Regions from separate parts of the Zea mays genome. Here regions 2 and 3 are each linked to region 1. A link is a contact called in public Hi-C data. All regions are on one chromosome and are shown on one strand. The core of a region is the stretch at or near the end of the contact, and the rest is flanking DNA. Distances in the headings are between cores, read along the strand shown.

Evidence for each region. A called contact is a pair of places that touch in the nucleus more often than the background predicts.
Region 2: a Hi-C map of ear shows a contact between it and region 1, with 2.1 times the contacts expected there. The contact joins the promoter of LOC109940230 here to the promoter of LOC100277301 in region 1. A contact is called at or near these places in 2 of 25 Hi-C or Micro-C datasets (bundle sheath and ear).
Region 3: a contact with region 1 is called in a Hi-C map of leaf, with 3 times the contacts expected there. The contact joins the promoter of LOC100278642 here to the promoter of LOC100277301 in region 1. A contact is called at or near these places in 2 of 25 Hi-C or Micro-C datasets (bundle sheath and leaf).

The regions. Positions count from the first base shown.
Region 1 is chr6:168,828,729-168,833,007 of Zm-B73-REFERENCE-NAM-5.0, forward strand. It overlaps LOC100277301, which reads right to left and starts at 1,768. Exons shown (of 2, transcript NM_001150906.2): 1 at 1,364-1,768; 2 at 793-1,212. The coding sequence starts at 1,650. The coding sequence ends at 1,170.
Region 2 is chr6:168,468,727-168,473,005 of Zm-B73-REFERENCE-NAM-5.0, forward strand. LOC109940230 (serine/arginine repetitive matrix protein 1) reads left to right here and starts at 1,764. Exons shown (of 1, transcript XM_020539608.2): 1 at 1,764-3,257. The coding sequence starts at 2,022. The coding sequence ends at 2,876.
Region 3 is chr6:168,492,717-168,496,995 of Zm-B73-REFERENCE-NAM-5.0, forward strand. LOC100278642 reads left to right here and starts at 2,346. Exons shown (of 1, transcript NM_001364470.1): 1 at 2,346-2,906. The coding sequence starts at 2,450. The coding sequence ends at 2,632.

The sequences.
Region 1 (4,279 bases), core at 518-3,017:
GTGTTCATCTCTTTTCGATCTTTCTCCTCGATCGAACACTTGGAGAGAAAAAAAAACAAAAAAACGGGAGTATAGTAGCCTGCCTGCAGTGCAGCTGCAACAAAAGAAGTAAAAAAGCGGGGGGAGGAAGCACGTACTGACTGACGTACGGCACACGCGCAACACACAAGGCCGTGCGCACCGATGCTTGCTTTAATTTAGCATCTACCGCCGCCTCTTTCGCTTTCGCCAGTATATATGCCATGCGAGCGACCACACGCATGATTGGAACCACAAATAAAAAAAAAGCATGGTTTACTGTTGCACAGAGCGCGCAATGAATCACCATATCATGGCACTCACTTGTCACTTGAGTAGGAGTACATCATGCTAAGCTGGAAACGACGGCTATGCAAGCAAGTCTTACATAGAAACACGTGCAAGCGAGCTTTCTTAATCTTTAGAACAAGATCTAACCGAAAGTGTAATTGTAGTTTTTGTTAGAGATTTTTTTATAAAAGGTATACAAGCTGGTGGTGAAGGAATTAATTAGATTATAATTTAAATATTCAGAAGACTCGCTTACACGTCTCACTTATACTTCATATGTTTCTTCTTAGTTGTCGCTAGATAGTTCAATTTTCCACTATCCAGCGACAACTAAAAATAAACAGAAAGGGTACGGCAGTCGTTTCCGCTAGATCGAGCTAGCTAGAACAAACAAGCTGAAGCCCGGACAGGGCAGGCTCGGTTTTCTCGATTTTTTACACGCACGCACGCCACACGACATGTGGTTACAGAGAGGGAGATCGAAATTGAATTGATAGACACTGATTGGAATCAAAATCTCACAAGAATATGCGGGAAGAACAGAATGTCGGTCAACCTCCACTCCACCTCGGTGAAACTTGAAAGAAGAAAAACAGAAGAAGAAAAACTAATCCTTGCAAGGGTAGGTTGCAGGTTTATACATACCCCCAGAATGATCACCAAAAATCCACCCCCATCGAAGGAGTCCGCTGCGTAATTAATTAAACCTCTCCGAGCATGGCTAGGGGCTAGCTGCCGAACACGAACTGTATGTCGATCAGATCAGCTGCTGCTGCTGCTTCAGGTGCAGGACGATGAGCACCGGCAGTGGTAGCTTCTGTTGCCGCCGCCGCCGCCGCCCCCGGCCGGCCTCCGGCTAGCTAGTCTCTCCGGCGCGGCGCGGTCGTCGTCTTCCCGGCACGCCTGCAGGCAGCACAGCACGTTCCCAAATCCCAACGAAGGTGAGCATCTGCACTGCAGGTGTTCGAGCCGCAGGACAGGGAGGACACGCCTGCATGCAGTGCAGTGCAGTGCAGTGCAGTGCAGGCAGCGCACTAACTAGCTCCCAACGTACCTGTTGTGAATCGGGTCGGGCCCCTTGGGGATCCTCCTCTCGCTGCTCCGGAACGCGTCTGCGGCCGTCCCGCCTGAACGCCACGCCGGCGAGCCGCCCGTCTTCGTGGCGGACGACGCAGCGCTGTTCGACGACGGCCCTGCTAAGCTCGCTCCGCCGTCCGTCGTCGCCACCATGGCGGCCATCACGAGGCAAGCGCAGACCAGGAAGAGGAAGGCTAGCAGTCGTACCAGCCTGCGGCCGCAGCACTCCACAGCCCCCGGCGCCCCGTCCGGCCTTGCTCCCATATAAGGGAGAGAGAGAGAGAGAGCTTTGCTGCTTCTCCCTGCACTAGCTAGGCACTTCAGTGCACCGCCTCGAATCCGAATCCAAATGCCCTCGCTCGCACGATGAAGCAGAGGCACTAACAGCCAGGGCTGAGCTCTCCGAGCTATATGGTGAAGCCGGTGGCGCAGAGAAGGGAAAAAGAAAGCAGAGGGGAGCAGACTCAGAGCAGCATGATGACGAAGGAAGGATGCCAACGCATGCAGCTGGCGATCAATGATCCCGGGGGCGGGGATCGGAGGAAGACATGCACAACAGCGCGTGGCGTGGGGTATCTGCGACATGACATGGATCGGATCCGGCCTGCTCGTTGGTTTTGTAAACATTCTTATCTCCTTCTTGTACCTCGCTTCTCTTCTTTCGTTGCTCGCCGCTTTGCCCGCTTCGCTTTCCTTGCTCTTGGCGCTTCTTTAGTCTATCTTTCTTTCTCTCTCTCTCTCTCCATCCACCTCTGCTGCTTCCTGATAGCTTTGCTCTTTTCCTCTTTGTCTTTGCGAGTTCAAAGCAAATCTGCCGCGCTTTTGTAGGACCACGCATGGGCTGGGTCAGGTGAGAGCTGCCTTCGCGACGTGCGTGAGTGACCAGCTCCAGCTGCTTCGGCGTTCCGTCCGAGCTGCTCTGCTCAGTCCTCGCTCCCTTTGGAAGCTGGCGGTGGCGGGGGCCCCTGGACTGGACATGCCTCCTTCGCTTCGCTTGTTTATTTGTCGTTCGAGACTAGAGAGAAGATGGCCGTGCGGACTCTCCCTCCTCTCATGCGGGCCTATCCTGCGTGTGCGGTGTGCCCACATGGCGAGCTACCCCGGCGCCGGGCGGCGCCTATAGATTCTTGTCGAGTTTCGTGCAGTGATTCAAATCAGAGTGCGAGATCGTTGCCACACTCCATTTCCATCATCCTGCGGTTACCAAAAAAAAAAGCAAAATGTCATGATATGAGGGAATTGGTGTTTTGTTTGGACGGGCCGTTCGATGTATGATCCAATGGCACAAATTATTTGTGCTCCATTTATACATCTTCCGCATGTTCTTCTTTATTCATCTTCTTTCACTATATATATTAGCATATAACCCATGCTAATGCAACGATATCAGCGAGGAGGGTTAACAACGACGAAGGCAACGCGAGGGGAGAGGTTGATGACGGCGTTACTGAGGGGAGGAGGTGACAAGGACAAGAGGAGGCTAGCGACGACGTGGCACAGGGGGAGAGGGATTAAGGATGATCCAAATAATATTGTTTATTGGGTTTGAGTGAATAAGAGAGAGTGTTTTATCTAGCGATCTGAACTGTTGGTTTTGATGGTGTGTTAAGTCTGGTTGCATTTTGTTTTGTGGATTTAGTGTGGAGGTTATGGGTGTGATGGTGACTTTGCTGGGTGGGTTTTCAGATTTTAAAGTGGTAGATTATATAGTGGCATAGATATATGGTCGAGTACACCCACTAGCAACTACCACCACTAGTGGTGACCTGATGGGCGTTCAGTCCGGTCTATTCTGTCTTCATAAAATACAAATATGGACACACTATATAACTATCCCACTAGTTATTAGTGATATGAAAGAACCGCAGCTAGGAACGGCTCGCCACAGAATAACGTACGGCGACAGGAGATGGCTCGAAAAAAGAAAAAAAGGCTGTCGTCTTCCTCCTCCTGTAGCATCGTGGACCAGAGGCTTTCTGGGTCGCTTTCTCCGCGCGCTCTCAATGTCCCGCTCGGGTTGCTCACGGTGGGAAAGCACGCGACGCTTGCCGCGACCCAGAACTCCTCGCTGCCTTCCCTTCGAGATGAGGTGAAGTCTTCTTGTTCCGTCTTAGGGTTTCCGTCGGACTTTATTGGCTCGCACTCTTTTCCGCACCTTGCTTCCTCGCTCTCGCGTCTTTGGTCGCTGCCGTCGTCGTTTCGTGCTAGCTTCCGCGGTGGGTGGTTTGAATCTCCGATTCGTCCCCCGCTTGTGGACGAGGAGTGGCTGGCGCTGTCGCGTGCGGTGTTGGTGTCAAAGATGGATCCGAAGGGGCGAAACCCTAACTGGGATCGATGGAATCAGAAAGAGAATCTTCAAGGTTCCCAATCGTGGAACAAGATCCGGAATCCCAGCTGGAGATTGAAGCCGATTCTTGGAAAATCTGACGTCAAGGAAGACATTGGCGCTTCGTCCGCTGACGAGGGAGGTCACACAAGTATCCTCAAAACCCCTCCCGCGGCTATGAAAAAAGAGGTTGAGGTTGCGCGTCGTCCCTTTTGTCAAAAATGTGGGGTTGATGGCCACCATGCTCGTGATTGCTTTCAGTCCTTGTGGTGTGACATTTGTCACAAAGAAACCCACATGACTGCCCGATGTGTGTTGCCTAAGCAGAACAAACCTTGTATGCCTATTGTGGGTATGGCGGCTGATGGATTAGGGTTTTACTCTTCCCATTTTGCGAAACCCCTGTCTAGAAAACCTAAAAGAAGTTTCATCGGTTTGGTGACTGTTATGGAGGGTTTGATTTCTGCTGAAGATCTTGAGAAAGACTTCGGGTTTCACTTTCCCTGGGGCAAGACTTGGAAAGCTACTGTAACACCTAAATTTGGAAATCGTATGAAGAGAGAATAT
Region 2 (4,279 bases), core at 514-3,013, 360 kb before region 1:
ACGACGACCATCGTTCGCTCTGGGTTATGGAATTCTAGCCCTTATTGGCCTCGTTAAGGAACGAGCTCCATGTGAGATCGGGGGTTGTGGTCTTTCTTCTTCTAGGGTCATAGAACTGTTGTTGCAAAATGTCATTTGAGACATCGTTGGGTGGGCATCCCTAGTCGGAGTGCTCCTGATTAGGGTGTTGTTGGAAGTGCACTGTCAGGTCCTTAACTATCTTACATCCGGTTAGGTCATGGGTACCTGACCTATGCACAGGCAGTACTTCCTAGTGCCCTAGGGCACTGGGTGGGGCTACTTCTAGCCTCGGGGCATGTTCACTAACGCTTTTCGTGATGGCATAGACCCCCATAAACCTTCCCTTTTTCTTTTTTGGGGCTTGGTTTGGGAGGGTCGATGCCTAGCGGCTCTAATCGCGTCTTGTGGGGGAGCATGTCATGCTGTACCAACTATTGTTTGTGTGCACTTGTCTATTAGAGATAGCAACTCTCTAACATGTGGGACAAATGCCAACTTTAATTTTAAATTTATTTTTGTGGGGATGGGCCATCACACGTTTTGTCACTGGGTCCTCGCGTATCATAGAACAATTACATTATATCATCAAATATGATTGGTGTGCTGGTTCAATACGCGAGCATTGTACTAGTTGGTCACAAACTATTGGTAGAGTTCTTCCTGCACGACGGAGGGTGGGGGAGCGATACATTGCGCCTTTTGGAGATGGTATAATGTGTTGTCGTCATCCGTATGCCGCTGGCTTGCTTGCAGCGCCTCTGTAGACATTATCCCACTATGTGTTGTGCTCAGGTCACTGTCGTCGCTCGCCACATCTGTGATCCACGCTCTAGTGCCGTCACTCACTCGCCATGCACTGCTCTCACGTACAAGTCGGTGCTCGCTGGATCCGTTGTCGTGCCTCCTGCTGACCACCGCTAAGCGAAGGAAAGGAGTTGAAGGAGCCATTGAGCAAGGAGGGGTCGGGTTGGGGTTCAGGATGAGTAAATACTATGCCAACAATACTGTTTGACGTATGATAAGGGGTGTTTGGTTTCTCAAACTAAAGTTTAGTTCATGTCACATCAAATTTTTGAAAATCGATTACGAGTATTATATATAGCCTTAATTAGGTTTAATAAATTCATCTCGGCTTTTAGTATTCATATGTGTAGTTATTTTATAATTAGACTATATTAAATACCCGTAATTATTATTTAAATATTCGATGTGATAGAGACTAAACTTTATTTGGATATCACCTAAGTGTTGGGCCTTTTGTTCCCAGATGATGGTGGTTAAAAAATACCGCTTAATGACATTTTAAGAGTTATTTTTGAAAATTGTCAGAGAAATTGTTCATTGTTGGTTTCAATTATATGGCAATCTCGATTTTTACATCGTGATAAAATTGAAATAGGAAATTGCAATGTTTAGATCTAATTAACTAATTTGTTAGAGTTCTCTTTTTAAAATATTACTCCTATCAACGAAGAAAGAAATATATAGAGAAGACATTAAAGTTGCTCCTACATGCATAAAACTATTAGGACTGATTTGGTTATTAGTAAATTGAAGTAGATCCATGAAAAATAAATCCTCTTGTTATTCAAGTTTAAATAGTAAAGTAATTTCTTCCTATAGATCCCTTTAAGTCACCGAACCAGGCCTTAGTGGTTCTAAATCTTTTAAATGTGTTTTTAATGGAGTACAATTTTAATCGTTGGAACTGCCCTGACAAATCGAGCTGATTAGTTAAGCACCCTTCGTCAGAGAGATAACAGACGTTGGCCGGTAGTAGTGACTGGTTCAGCGCTTTTGACTCCCGGTCTCCCACCACAGCTGCTCTGCTCCTCACGCAACTCGAAGCGCAACGGAGGGAAACCCAACACCCCACTGCCACACTCCCCTCCCCTCGGCTTTGTCCAGTCTCCACTTTTTTTCTCCCAGCACCACCAGATCGCGGGAAATGTCCGTATAGCCTCAGCAAGAAGCAAGAAGCAAGAAGCAGTCGGGAGGCAATGGGTTGCTGCATCAGCAAGAAGTGCGACGAGCCGCCGGGCACGGCGGCTGGGGAAGTTTCCCGGCGTCGGTCGGAGGCGCGCGACCCGCCGCCGCCCCCGCCGGAGGAGGAGACGGTGAAGGAGGTCCTCTCGGAGACCCCGAAGGCCAAGCCGAGGCCCAGTCCGAGGCGCGTGGCTGCGTCGGCGGGGAAAGAAGCAGGGGAGATGGGGGCCAATGCGAAGCTTGGCACTGCTAGGGCGAAGGATTGTGGTGGTGGTGGCGGCGGCGGCAGGGCGCGTCGGGCGGTGGGTCCGGCGCGTTCCGGGCCGTCGGGCGACGAGAAGTCGGAGGTGGCGTCCGAGTCCTCGGCCGCGACCACCGCGGCGGGCCCCGAACGGTCCCCGGCGAAGGCGTCCAGGAGGCGGGCGGCAGCCGAGGCCGCGCGCGGCGCCAGGCGGGACCGAGGCGCCGGCGGCGGGCGCCCACCACGCGGCGGCCGCGCGTCCCCCTCGCCGCCGCCGCCGCTGCAGCAGCGGCGGCGCGATGCCGGGGAACGGGCGGCGCGGAGGTCTCCGTCGCCCGCGGCGAAGCGGACGCAGGAGCAGCGCCGCGCGGGCGCCGCCTCTGCGACTGCGACACAGCGTAAGCCGCCTGTCCCCACCAGGCCCTGTGGCCGCGCGTCGCCGCGGCGTGGGCAGCAGGCGCCTCCCGAGCCGGCGCAGCCACGCGAGCCTGAGGATAGTGCATCTCCGCCGCCGGTGCAACCAGAGGAGAATGCCGGGTCCACGACCACCGCGGTTGCCGGCGACGGTGAGGGGAAGGAGTCGCTGGACAACCCTTTGGTGGCCATGGAGTGCTTCATCTTCCTGTAGCACTAACCTTCTCCTGACCCGTTCTCCGCTGTCAGCAAATTACTCCACATAGTTTTAGCAGGAGTAAAGGTGGTGGTGTTGGTAGCAGCAGCAGGCAGTAGGCCAGTAGCAGCGTAATTTGGTGAGTAATAATCTCGTCGTGTAAAACGTTTCCCCCCTGGGCTGGCTTTTTAACCCCCGCGGGAGAAAAATTACTGGCTATTCCCGTAGAGCCTTCAGCCCGTCAGAATTCAGATCGCAGGGCTGGGCTCTGACGCGCTGTGCTGATGTATTGTCTGCACTCTGTAGAGTACCTCTCCGATTGTGCATGTCTACTTGTAATCTTCTGTTCCTTTTTGCAATGGCGAGTCATTCAGAGCTGGAAAGGCATTCCATCTGTTATAGTAGTATTGTTTTGCCGTTCTCTGTTACACTGCCCGCCCGATTCAATTTGCTCTGGCGGAACTGAAAAGCTTCTCCGTCTCACACACGTGTTCTTTTACTTTTACCGTTATTAGCACACCGTTAGCTCAATTTGCGGCGCAGCAGAGATGGATTTTGCGGTAGCCGTACAATTTTCGCAGTGTAGTCCATGAACCCAGGCCTCTCTTCAATTCTTCTCGTATATACTATTCGCAAAAGAAATGTGTATATGCTAGTAATAATAATACTAGCACAGTACTAGGATGGTCCAGAGTTCAAGAAATAGAACTGGCCACAGCGTCAGCGCTGCCGCTGCTAGTTTTCATCACTGCATGAACAGTACGTGGGAGAGAGGGAGTGCAGCAGCAGCAACACGCACTGCTTGCTGTGCCCAATAGTGGCTGTCTGAGAACACTTGTCTACCATTACGGCCCTGTTTGGCACAGCTGCTGCTTGTTGAAAAAGCAGCTTATCTGATAAGCTGGTGAAAAGCAGCTTCTGCTTGTTGGCTGCTTTTAGTGTATTCTGAGAAGCAGCTGAACTGATAAGCTGCTGCAGAAGCTAGCTGTTTGGCAGAACTTCTGCTTAAATTTGTGAAGAAGCTGAAAATAAGCTGTGCCAAACAGGGCCTACATCTCGGGTGTCGTTCAGGCGCGTTTCTGAGATTAGTATGGCAGATGGCACCGACGCGCCGTTCAGGGATCAGGATCACGAGAGACTCGGGGTCACGCTCGTTCAGGCGGGCAAGTCACGAACGCACGCGTGCCGCCGACCCGCACCCGGCTATCGCCGCTCCCGCCTCCCCGCTGCCCCCCAGGCTTCTTTCGCTTCCATAATGTTCCAATCGCGCCGGCACGTTGCTGCTGTGGCGTGTTGCGCACTTGCGCTCCCCGCCTCGGCGACGGTTCTGCTGCCCACTGCACTGCACTGCACCTACCGGGCTAGTCAGCTACCGAGACGTTTTCATCCGGTCGGCAGCTTCCACCGCGCGCGCGGCAGGC
Region 3 (4,279 bases), core at 1,096-3,595, 340 kb before region 1:
CTTATATTTTGATTCTAGTACTCATAAAAATATTGTTTGGCCTAAATAAATTATATAAAATTAAATAAAAAGAAGCAAAATTATTCACTACTCACTTCTAGTCCAAACTATAAGTTGTTTTGGACAACATTTGAGTCAAAATTTGTAAAACTTTGACTACAAATAACTGTTTTGTTATTTACTTTTAAAACTTAATAATAGTCATGCTCATCGTGTACACGACAACTATCAACTGACAACTATAGTTAAAATTCGTATAATTTGATATTTTAGAAAATACGTCAACTTTTTTGAACAAAATTATAATCAACAAAACTCTGCGATTCATATGTTATATATATATGGGTGTGGTCATTTGGAGTCTAGGGCTTCAAATAGTTACAAGAAGCCCTGGTCGGCTTCCTGCCTCCACGACCCACAACCGTACTGCCCACCCCACACCCCACGTCTAGATCACTCGAGGGTATTATTTTAGGGATATGTTTTTATGACAGTTATGGATGCGATGCCAGATTTGAGCGTAAAATCCTCATGTTTGAGCGTAGAATAGTGCCACACGTAGCATAAAATCCTATTTTCCGTCACCTCACATGCGGGTCCTATTTTATGAAAGGTACAATCATCCCCGAGACGTGCATGCGATTTCAGATTTTTATTGCATGTGCAGTTTTAGATCCGAAAATTATGGCAGGTCCAAAAATTATGGTAGATCCAAAAATTGTTGTGCATTCGATAAATTTGCATGCGGAACGTTATGTGGACACAACCCAGATTTGAGCGTAAAAATCTTTAATTTGTAGCGTAAATTATGTCAAATAAGAGTAAATGTTGTTACAATGCTCAACGAGATGATTTTTTCATGACAGTTATGAACACCATAAATCACGAGATTCCCTTTTGTTATGCATGCAGAAAATATGCATATAGGACGCTAGTGACGCATTCTCAGTTCGAGCGTTAAATTCTGCAGTTTTGATTGTAAAAATCCTCAATTTGACCGTAAATACCAACCCAACATGAGAGACATTGATAACTATGACGTGTTGTATTCATGTGGTTCACTACCAACCAATAGTCCTCCACGCCCATGCAACCAACATAAATCAAGGGATTGATTAGAGAGTTGATTAATGGATTTAATTAGATGAGTTGATTAGGGGATTTGATTTTTTATGGCAGTTCTAGACACCATAAATCACGTGATTCCTTTTTTGATCTGCATAGGAAAAATATCCATGCGTTTCGCTAGTGAGCGTACTCTAGGTTCGAGCGTAAAATTCTTAAGCATAAAATAGTGTTTGAATACAACGTAAATATTAGTTCACTACCAACCAACAATCTTACACACCCATGTAACCACCATAAATCAAGAGATTGATTAGGGGGGTTTCATTTTTTATGGCAGTTATGGATACCATGAAAAATATATACACGCGTTTCACTGGTGATCGCACTCCAGGTTTAAGCGTAAAATACATACCAAGCCAACGTGAGAGATGTTGATAACTTAGATACGTTGTATTTATGATTGTAAAAATCATCAAGTTTGAACGTAAAATAGTGGAAAATATAACATTAATGTTATTACCGTAAAAAATACCAAGCCTAGTGAGAAACATTATATTCATCATCATAAAATCCTTAAATGACATACGAAAAAAGTGCAGTGGTTGGCATAAAAAATAATCATGGAAGTCATAAACATGAATCAGGTGAGTTCGTCCCGGAGGATGCCCCCAAAGCCGCCGGATTGGAGGAGGCCGTCGCGGGAGCGCACCGAACTGGTGAATGACACGCGTCCTGCCGTGCGGACGGTGAATCCTGGGCGCGGCTGTGTCCGGTAGTGTGGGCTACTGGATGCGGGCTGTTAGCACCTGTGCGCGGCTATCTACAGAGAGAACCAGCTAATCGCAAGGCCAAAGTACTAAAGACAGATCAAACACCACCACGGGAAGTACAAATGGGGACCCAACCCGTCAGCAACAGCTAGCCGGCCGGCCAGCCAGGCTACTCTCCTTCCGCAACAGCACTCGTATTTTAATTTTTAATCCAGGCAATGCAAGGCAATCAGTTAAGGGCCAGTGAACGATGATGCATCACGCAACACCAGCGAAGCAGCCAACCAAACCGGCCATGAATTGTCAAGAAAAGGCGGGCGGCCACGAGCTAATCGTCACTGCAGAAATGCCAGATGGTTTCCAGCCAGTCTCCTTGTTGCTCGCCTCCCCTACCTAACCTCTACTGCCTCGCTGCCTTTGCTTTTGCGCATATGCGACGAGCAGACGGAGGCCCTCGCCGTGACGCTGCCTGTATATAACACCACCCCAAGCGATCTCGTCCCCTCCATCCGCGAACACGAGCTTCACACACACACTCACGGCTTCCACAGCTTGCTCTCGCTGCACTCGCAAGCAATACATCTCGTCGTTCCACTAAGACCGAGGAGCAAATGGCGGCCACCCTGAAGCTCAGGATCCTCATCGTGGCGGCCGCCGTCGCCGCGTCCCTGGTCGGCACGGCCTCAGCGGCCGAGGGACCGGCGCCCGCTCCGACGTCCGCCGCCGCGTCCATGGCCGCGCCGGCCGTTGCCGCTGCGTCCTTCACCGCGCTTGTCTTCGGCTACCTCTTCTGAACGCCGTGAACATTCAGGCGTAGACACCGTGTTTGACCGTCGGAAATTCTGTGTGTTGTGCCCAGCCGAATTGTTTGCCTGCTCAGATTCTTCTTCTTCTCTCTCTCTCGCTCTCATGTTTTGGTGTGTATAGGTTTGTAATTACGTGTTCATTTTTTTATTGTGTGACCATGGATCTCGTAATTAGTACATGATATATGTATAAACTATAGAGAACTGCAGTTTGGTTCTTCATTTTACACTGTTTGAGAGATGCTAATAATTGGATTAAGACTACTCTTGGATCAATTCGACTCTTAGATTTTTCACTAATCTCCTTTAATTTTTCTTTTGACGAAGCCGTCTCATAACAACGTTAATTACATCATTTGCTAGAACTGAAGTCATGAAAGTAGAGGGTGAATCAATCCATATAAGAACTTGTTTGGACGTGCATGCATGATGCATCTATTTCAATCCATGTGTATTAAAACAGTATGATGTGAATTTTAAACCAAGGTTCACCACGTACCTTCACCATTCGATCCTGCAAGCACCCAAGACACCACGTGCAGATATCAATAATCGAGTGATTCCCATTGCATATTGCTGTACAAGGTAACATGATAAAATAAATTGCCTACCTATTATTGAAATACAGAAAGCTAGTGGTTAAGTTCTCATATATTATTCATGCCATTAATTCACATATACACACAGTGGCGGAGCCAGGATTTCTCTAAGTGTAGAGCCCAATATAACACTAACAAACATTGATATCAACTAGAAAATTTTAAATCATGCAAATGTATAGATAAAGACACATATGACTATACGAATTCTCTCATTCCTTCAGAACATATTTGAGACCCTAGCAATTTTTTGGTCCAAGAGTAGGGCCCGAGCCCTAGTGGCCCTATGTGTGTCTCCGCCACTATATACACATGATTGGCCCAATATATTGGCTTCTTATCATCATGTCCATTGTAGCTCGCCACTTCTGTTTGCTACCTACGAAGGAGGGTCACAACTGATAAGAGGAATCTGACAGTCTAGCAATGGCTGGCACGAGATGAGATCTGTTGGGAGTGCAAGGTATCACAAACATTAAGGTAGTGTTTTCCAGCGTATCGTGGGACAGAGGTGCTCCGTTTCTAATTTGTTGTTATTTGGATTGGTTCCATATAAAATGGAATGACTTTAAAAAGGAATAATATGCTCAGATGTTGAACTATCTGACTCCCTAAAATCTTTCAAGCGAAGCCACTCCCTAAGATGGAGCCGCTCTATCCCAACTAGCTCTCGAACCAAACACTCCCTAAGTTTATTTAGTGAGGTTTATAACAAGTTTAATTATATAGCTCATGACGTGCCTTATGATGCTGCCTAACCAACTAAAAGCATGTTTATATAATAACCCTCCTATAATACTATAATATAAGCTATACATTTAATACTTGGTCCATCTCTTTCTGTCACAAGTTTTTTTTATAAAGGAAGCTTTAATAATCTTAGACAATTACATCAAGATGATACAAGAGTACTAAGATTACTCCCGACCTATACGCACTAAGGTGTACACAACAACAAAAAAACGAAAAAACAAGAGAAACAAACTCATCGCTTTGAGCGAGCTATCACCACAGCATAGACTTCAAAACAACCACT